3 separate regions of the Mus musculus genome follow, and all the other regions are linked to region 1. Evidence: chromatin contacts called from public Hi-C and promoter capture Hi-C data. All regions are on one chromosome and are shown on one strand. Each heading gives the region's core, a stretch centred on a gene start, on an enhancer-like site or on the middle of the called end of the contact. The rest is flanking DNA. Distances are from core to core; before and after follow the strand shown.

Region 1 (2,729 bases), core at 177-2,676:
AGGGATAAAAGGTAGCTGGGTGTTGTGTTACATGCCTGTAACCCAAGCACTTGGAGGCTGAGAAAGGAAGATCATGTGTTCATGGTTAGCCTGGGCTACACAGAGAGAACCTATCTCAAAAACAGAAACAAAACAAAAACAATGGAAGGGAAGGCTACCATATGCTTGACTGCCAACTCACTTGCCCTGAAGAGGATCCTTGGATACTCTGAGTTCACAGCAGTCATTAAAGAAGCCCAACTACCACTCAGGCCTTTCAAGCTTGCTAGTGTTAGAGGCTCCCTTGCCCTCCACATCTCTAGTGTTAGTATCTCTGCTCCTTATCAGGGCTGCCACACCCTTATCTGGTCACTCAAAGGCCACAGATCCACCTCAGTCTTTAGCTTCATCACCCATCTGGGATGGAGCTGGGTCAACCAACCAACCAATCAACCAACCAACCAGTCCACTCAGGGAGGGGAGAGGCCACAGCCACCGCTCTGTTTTACTGGAAGCTTCTTTTCAGTTTTGTTTTGTTTTGTTTTGTTTAATTTTATTCTGTATGTCCCTTCAAGACCAGGCTTGTTTACTGGTTGGCACCGCTGAGAATGGTTGCTAGATGCGCACCCAGCCTTCCCTTCTAGTGTCTGATTGCCCCCTGCAGGTCGGGGCTTCTCTTCTCTGGAAAAATCAAGATTTGAATCCACAGCCCTGGAACCGAGTCCCGGTTCTACACTTGTACTGTGTGGCTGTGGGTAGGAGGTTTCCCCACTCATTTATTCTGGGTTTGGAGGGAGGGGAGAGGTTGCTTGCTTCAGCCCTCAAGCTGGTGCCAGACCGACGCTTAAGGATGAAGTTCTTAAGTGAGAATCCGGCTCACTGGGCACTTGTGGTTAACTGAGACCCAGAAATTTAGTGGTGAGTGCCAACAAGAGACAGGCCTTGTCCAAATTCCACGCGTACTGTAGTCTGGGAACCTACCTGAATTTTTCTGCGCACCAATTCCTTTGCAAGCCCCGCGGCCGCTCAGCTTTGGGTCCAAGACCCTGCTTGCTAGCGCCTTCTCTTTTTCCCTAGGTCAGCGCAGGGTTACTCAGTGTCGCCACTGGGGCAGTGGCAGCTAAGAAGCTGCGGAGTGGAGTCAAGCGGCAGACCAGAGTCCAGCACTCGGGGATCCCCGAGCTGGGCGCAGCCCGCGCCAATACCGCCCCACCCCCCCGCTGCCTCCCGACCGCGCCCAGCGGCAGCTCCCACAGAGCGCGCGGCCAGTGGGGCTGCTGAAGCCGCAGAGCGCGCGTGGGCGTGGCGCCCGTGAGCTCCCGAGAGGGCTGAGCGATCGGGGAAGAGATTTCCCCCATCTCTGCCCTGCCACCGGGATCGCCTCTTTCCACCGTGGGGCGGGGCCCGGACTGGGGGCGGGGCGCCGGGCGGGCGCGGCGCTATTTCCAGCCTTGCCGGAGGCTTCGCTCGCACTTCGCTGGGAGCCTTCCCGGCGCGTGAGCCGGATCCGGTGGCACCGCGGGGAAGAGACAGGACCGGGCGGTGGCGGCAGAGACAGGGGGACGCACCCGGTGCAGAAGATCCAATAGGAGCACGCCGCCGCAACCTCTCCCGCGCGCTCCGGTCGCCGACTCTACGCCGATCGCCCACTCCCCGCACCTTGGACTACACCGGGAAAAAGACGCAGCCTGGCCCGAACTGGGGCGGAGATCCTTCTTGCTTCCCAAGAGCTCCGGAGGGAAGATTCTCCCGCCGCCGAGAACCCCGCCGGACTGGAGGAACCCGTGGCCTGGAGAGCGCTGGCTGTGCCAGGTAAGTGGCTGCGCCCTGTTCCCTCTCTATGTTGATAGTTCACCCGAAGGGTTGTCCCTGGAAATCCCAGGATGATGCCGGGACTGTTCTGAGCGCAAACCCCGCCACTAGACGTGGTTCAGAGTCCTAAGCTGCAGGTGCTGTTGGGGCATGCGGTGCTTGGGTCTGGCGATACTTTGGGGACCAGCCCCCGTGAGTGGGAACTTTAATTAGACTTTGGATTCTTGGTTTTCTCCGCGCCTGGGAACTGCCTCTCTCTCCTAGGGCTCGCCTCCAGGACCCTTCGCTCCTCTTCTTAACCCTGGATGCTGGGTGCGTGTAAGCTGCTTTGGGCGCTGAGCGACGAGTGCTCGAGGGCCGGGCTGGAGCGTCCAGAGCGCCGAGGCTTTGGTGTGCGCTTGGAACTGGGACTTAGAGGCCAGTTGGGGTGCGTAGGGCGAAAGGGGAAGTTACAAGCGACCTTGGCTCCCTACCAGGAGACGCAAGGTGTCCCCGCGCTCCATCGCGCGCATCTCCACCCCTCAACTCTCTAGGGCCCCGGCCTGTTTTGTGCTCCCGGCGAGTGTGCGTGCGTCAGCGATCGCAAGGAGGTGTGTGTATGCGTGTGTCCCCGAGTGCGGGAGTCGGAGCCTCAGGCGGCTGAGGGTAGGGGATGGTGAAATGATCTGCTTTACAGCGGGACCGAGCTCAGCCCTAGCTAGCGGCTGTTGCAACTTCAGCTGCTGCGTGGGGCTGTTTTGCTCATACTATGGCCTGGCCAGGAGAATGTACGTTCTCTGGTTTGGGCAGGGTCAGAGGTGGCGCTTGGGCATCAAGTGACCTCTCTCTATTTCCCGCGCAGTACTCCAAACCCTAACTTTAGTTGTATATCTTGTCTCTGGGCCCTTCGGCCCTCACCTGGGGTTGTAACAGTCGGGGAACTGTGCCCTGGATTTCGG
Region 2 (2,700 bases), core at 168-2,667, 520 kb before region 1:
GCCAAGCAACCTCCTGCAATTCTGGCCTGTGATCCTCTGGCCCAAATGCCACACATAATTAGAAGTTATAATCCTGTAATTCCATGATGACATCTTTCAACTTAAATATACTTTAAAACTTTTTTAAATGCCAAAAGGAACTTTAAAAATTGCCCACTGTCCCCACCTGTCTCCAGATTTCCCTCTTTTCTATTACTACTTCACGTGTGAGCAAAAGTTCTTTAAGATGCCAGAGTCCCGCGGGAGAAGGAAGCTGCCAAGCCCATTTACGAACAATTAAGAATTGATTGCTCTGTGGGAAGCAGTTTCACTTCCCTATTCATGACTGCTCGCTGCGCCTTCGATCGTATCAGTTAGAAAAATATCCACGACAATCTCTCAACCCACCAGGTGATCCTTGGCCAAAGTCCAAAAGCTATTTTTAGACTCTCTAGGGACCCAAGAGGAAGGTGAGGAGTCTGTCACAGTGATTCGCACCTCTAAAGTGCCTTTGAAAGCCAGCAGCTGTTGGGCAATCCCAGCACCGCTGTGGGCGCCTAATGGGGTCGCTTTTGAGGAACTGAGTTCCAGGGCGAAAGGCAGTCGCATTAATTGCCCAGGAGCGCCAAGACGTGCCAAGCGCGCAGAGTCCAGTCTCGCCCTCTCGGTCTCTCGGACAACCAAATACAGATAAATCCACTTTGGAAGAGTGAGACTCCGGTTCTCTGGCTCTCTTGGGCGAGGACAAACGAAGGGGCACGCCCGAGGTCCCCTTGCAGCATCCACTCTCCCTTACCAAGAAGTCGAAGGGGGCCAACGCTGAAAGCACTTGGGAGGCAAAAGAGCAAAACTCGCCCTCCAGATGCACCATGGCTAAGCGCTCGGGTGGAAACTGAGCTGCGGTATAAGTGCAGAGGGACCGACCGAGCTCGCCAGCGTGGCCAGGAGCTGGTCCTTTCCCCACCAGCGCGAGAAGCCTGGCAGGGCCATCCGGATCACCTCCCCAGGTTCCCACCTGCGTGTGGCTTGCCTGTGCACCTGCACGCCCCAGCCCGGCTGCCATCTGCTCGGGGCTCCAAGCCCCGCGCAATCAATCCCCTTTCGACCCCCCTTCTCCGCCCTTCGGCCCGCACCAACTCTGCGGGTCTCTCCCTTCTCCTTCCCCTCCCCCTCCAGTCCAAGCCGACCCCCGCCTCAAGCCCCTTCAGCACGCTCCGCAGTTTGCCAGGACAGAGAGAGAGGGTCTGTTGACTCGCCACTCACCTTTCGAAAGTAGTCGTCACCCTCTTTCTCCAGCGGCTGGGGAGCCGCGGGTAGCAGCGTATCGGTCATGCTGGCAGCGCGGGAGTCCAGGGTGAACTGAGGTGCAGTGGCTACTAAGGGCCCCAGGAGGCGCCGGGACCCGCCCCCGCTCCCGCCCCGACCAGCCAGCCGCCCTGCCGCCCCGCCCGAGCCCTAGAGCGCCAGATATCTGGAGCTCCGCCCCTCTTAGCAAGACCTGGACCTAGGCAGATCCCGAGCCTGGAACTCAGTTCTGCCACCTAGGCCCCGCCTTCAGCCTCCCAAGAGGCGAATCCCAAGCCCTACAGTTCCGCCCCCCGCATTTGCAGTCCTCCTGCATCCCAGAGTGAGCCCCACCCCTGATCTCTGGAGCCACGCCCCATCTCGCCTAGGCCCCGCCCCTCCACCATCCAGTCCTACCGGAGGCGGATACCTAACTCTGTAGCCTCGCCCCGCTCAACTAAGGCCCCGCCCACAACACGCACGGTCCTCCTCCAGCCCCGCCCGAGGCTGAAGCCAGAGCCCTGAAGCCCTGCCCTTGATTGTATAGACCGCGCCCCTGCCCCATGCAAGTGTTAAGTGCTGTCTGCCGCGAGTCTAGAATGGAGCTCTTGCTGAGCCTTCGATCTTAATCTGAGTGTTGTTCACAGCTCACTACCTTGTGAGCGTTAAGGTGGCGCAGCCAGCGGGATCGGGGTTTCAGCAAACGTAGCGAAACCCAAATTCGCCCTTTCTCTGGAGCCCTAGGAATAGTAAATGCAGAGAACTAAATACGTTTGCTTTCCCACTCAGGGACGCGGACATTCATGACCAGTTCATTCGCTGCTCGGAAGCTTTTAAAGGCTCTGGCCAGGAAGGACGGAAAGCTGTTTGCAGGAGAGGAGGCCTCCGAGCGCTTGGGTAGCAGAAGTCGTCGGGAGAGGGGGCCACCTACTGAGCAGGCTTTGTGCACAGGAATTCTGCAGGTGTCTTTAAGGATGCCAGAGTTCCCAAACTCGGTTTTCTCAGTTCTCAAGCCCAAGTGATTTTTTCTCTGGCTGGTCTCGTGTTATAGGTATCGATGTGGTTAGTACAGGAGTAGCAGGGGGTTCCTTAGGCTCGGGGTTCGCGGAACCTCCTACTGGAGAGTAGGTAAACTGGCGTCGGATATTGGTAGCACATCGGGCTACATCTGCAGGAGCCTAGAGCCCCCAGCCTGTAGACTCCTTCCTCACCGCCGCCACCACCACCAAAAAACACCTTTGTCTTCTGCCTTTGGAGGTCTGTGGGTCGCAGTGTAAACCTCAGATTCGGCTTTCAAAACTAACCAACCGTTTTCATGCTCTTTAAGAAGTGTTTTAGGGGCCAGGGGCGTTTAATTTCAGGACTCAGGAGGCAGAGACAAGCGGGTCTCAGAGCCAAGGCTACACAGAGAATCCTTGTCTCGAAAAACAAAAACAA
Region 3 (2,700 bases), core at 72-2,571, 580 kb before region 1:
AAAGATGGATGGAAGGATTAACTTAAATTTGGTGCTTCATATTTAGTAGGCACCAACTGTACCCAATCCTGAAATCTGAGATCTTCCATTGAAGGTACCACACCCCAGACAAGTCCACTGATGCTCAGAGAAGCCATATTAGTGCATCTCTGAGCAGAGGTAACCACAGAGCGTAATAGTCTAGCCCTCTACTTGTGGCCTTTTGGCTAGTGTGATCAGTTCCAGGATTCAGGACTTGATGGTCAAGCACGGGCGTGACCCTCGGTGCTGCTCATCTTGGGACTTACCTGGGCCTCTCTGGAGAAGGGTTGGGGCTCCGAGGAGGGGGTGTGCGTGGCACCGCTGGCTTCGGAGCGATGCTGGCTGCGGGGAGGAAGCCATGGATGATGTGGTTCTGCACAAATGAAACCCAAGGCAGGTCACCGGGAGAAGATCACCTTGCTCCTGGGCCACCATCACCTCCCAAACTGAGGTCACTCTAGGGATCCGGCCCCACAAGAGTCTTTACACACACACCTGCCGCTGTTCCCAATCCCCATTGGTGAGGCAAGGGCACTCACTGGGGCACACCATCATGGCTATCCGATTCATTCACACCTCCCTGCTCACGGCAGCTTTCCTGACCGATTTCAATTGTCAACTGAACTGGGCTAATCTATACCTACCGTGTAATGAAGCACACCTTTGGGTGTCTGTGGGAGGGCTTTTCCAGAGAGGATTAACTAAGTGAGCTGGGCTAATATACCCTAAATAGGAAAGGAATCAACTCATGGGGGAAGTTTTCTCCAAGACAGGAGTGAACTCCCGGCTAAGAGGAGAATCCTGACAGGGAGGCCAAGATTCCTGTCTGTGGCAGGCTCTGGACATGAAGGGTTCTTTGGAACATTTAGTCTGGGTTTCTGGAATTTAATGCTCCCTGATAGCGATCCCGCCTCGCTCCTATCTCAGTCTTTAAAACCTGCACATGAAGGCAGGAGAGATGGCTCAGTGGTTAAGAGCATGGTCTGCTCTTCCAGAGGTCCTGAGTTCAATTGCCAGCAACCACATGTTGTCTCACAACCATCTGTAATGGGATCTGACACCTTCTCTTGCTATGCAGGCATACATGCAGATAGATCACTCATATAAATAAATCTTTTTTTTTTTTAACCGCACTCGAAGGCCTGGAACTACTCACGAACTGGCTCCGGCGGTTCCTGCGGAAGCTGAGGAGCATCCTGGCTGAGAGCTGAGGGCTGCGGGTTGAGCCGCCAGGCGCTGGACTAGCTGGAAGGTAGACCCCGCAGCCTGCACAGCTCCCCACAGCCTAGCTCCCGCGGACCCCCGACTTTACAACAAGCATGTCTCACATTGGCTCTGTTTTGAGTCTCAGCCTATCAGAGTCAATTTTACTGCCACCCGTTGCTCTTGACAACCCAGCAAGGCGTCATTCAAATTCCAGCCAGAGAGGAAGCAAGCTGAGACTTCCGTTCGATTATTGGCTATAGTAGACGCCCATCTTTTACCTATCACCCAATAAAACGCTGGCCAGGGCGGTCAGAATTTTAAAGAGGGCTCCCGGGCTGTGGGAACCCGGAAGTGGCAGGGCCTCAGGTGAGGTCCACGGAGATTCTAGACCCCGGCGCAGTGAGCTTCCCTGCCTTTGTAGCCCTGGACAGGAACCGAATAGAAGGACAGGGACCGAATGGAAGAGCCACCGTAAGCGTCCTGTTAGGACACCAGAGCTAAGGGAGGTGCTTACAAAGAGGGACGGAGTCACTCAAACAGAAATCTCCCGGGTTTAGCTCGGGGTAGTGGCGCCCGGCTGTCATTTTAGCACTTGGGCTGCTGAGTTCAAGTCCAGCTGGAGTCAACTATCAGTACAGAGCCAAGCGTGATAAGAAGACCCAGTCTTATTTTGAAAATAAATAATCTCTTGAATTCAGACTTCGGTTGAAGTAGCTCAGTGCCTGAAAATCCACTCTACAGATCCTGTCAAAGAGGTCCCGACTTCGTGTAGAACTGTGTGCAACAGCGCCTGCTCTAGTGAGACCTTGCATTTTCCTCATTTAGACCAAAACCACGGATGGAAAGGAACCCGCCTGATGGGACCGGTCCGGTCCACGTGCCACTAGGACATATTGTGGCTAGTGAAAAATGGCGCGGGTCCCAACTGGCTCAGGAGATGCAAGGTCAGTGAGCTGTCTTCTGTCATACCCCTTTCTTCCCAGCACGTTAAAAGAGAGAGTGAGAGAAATGCTGGGTATGGTGATGTTCCTTTGCAATCCCAGCACTCCTGAGACTGAAGTAGGAGAATCATTGCGTTAGAGACCAGCCTGGGGCTACATAGCAAGTTCAAGGCCAGCTTGGGCTATGAGAACTTGTCTCAAAATAGTTACATAGACTAAAATGAAAGGGGACTGGAGAGAGAGCTCCGTGGTTACGAGGACTGGCTTATCTTACAGAGGATCGTGGTTTAATTCCTAGCACCCACATGGTGGCTCAAGGAGTCAGACTCCTCCCTCTTCTGGCCTTTGGGGGCACTAGGCTTGCACATGTGCACAGACATATGCGAGCAAAACCTACATATAAATCTTTGGGTTTTATTTTATTAAAAAGGAGGTTTAGGACAGGTGGTGGTGGGTCACACCTTTAATCCCAGCACTTGGGAGGCAGAGACCGAAGGATCTCTGAGTTCAAGGCCAGCCTCATCTACAGAGT

Evidence for each region. Promoter capture Hi-C pulls out the DNA fragments that hold promoters and counts their contacts. A called contact is a pair of places that touch in the nucleus more often than the background predicts.
Region 2: a contact with region 1 is called in a Hi-C map of muscle stem cells, with 5 times the contacts expected there. The contact joins the promoter of Rhpn2 here to the promoter of Chst8 in region 1. A contact is called at or near these places in 1 of 484 Hi-C or Micro-C datasets (muscle stem cells) and 1 of 115 datasets of contacts at active chromatin or transcription factors (embryonic stem cells).
Region 3: a contact with region 1 is called in a promoter capture Hi-C map of embryonic stem cells, with 2.8 times the contacts expected there. The contact joins the promoter of Cep89 here to the promoter of Chst8 in region 1. A contact is called at or near these places in 1 of 39 promoter capture datasets (embryonic stem cells) and 1 of 115 datasets of contacts at active chromatin or transcription factors (embryonic stem cells).

Annotation. Positions count from the first base shown.
Region 1 is chr7:34,811,408-34,814,136 of GRCm38.p6, reverse strand. It overlaps Chst8 (carbohydrate sulfotransferase 8), which reads left to right and starts at 1,426. Exons shown (of 4, transcript NM_175140.4): 1 at 1,426-1,791. It overlaps Gm38987 (a long non-coding RNA gene), which reads right to left and starts at 1,429. Exons shown (of 3, transcript XR_881950.3): 1 at 961-1,429.
Region 2 is chr7:35,332,954-35,335,653 of GRCm38.p6, reverse strand. It overlaps Rhpn2 (rhophilin, Rho GTPase binding protein 2), which reads right to left and starts at 1,417. Exons shown (of 15, transcript NM_027897.4): 1 at 1,243-1,417. The coding sequence starts at 1,311.
Region 3 is chr7:35,395,684-35,398,383 of GRCm38.p6, reverse strand. It overlaps Cep89 (centrosomal protein 89), which reads right to left and starts at 1,321. Exons shown (of 19, transcript NM_028120.3): 1 at 1,178-1,321; 2 at 288-394. The coding sequence starts at 1,216. Faap24 (Fanconi anemia core complex associated protein 24) reads left to right here and starts at 1,617. Exons shown (of 4, transcript NM_178643.5): 1 at 1,617-2,171. The coding sequence starts at 2,066.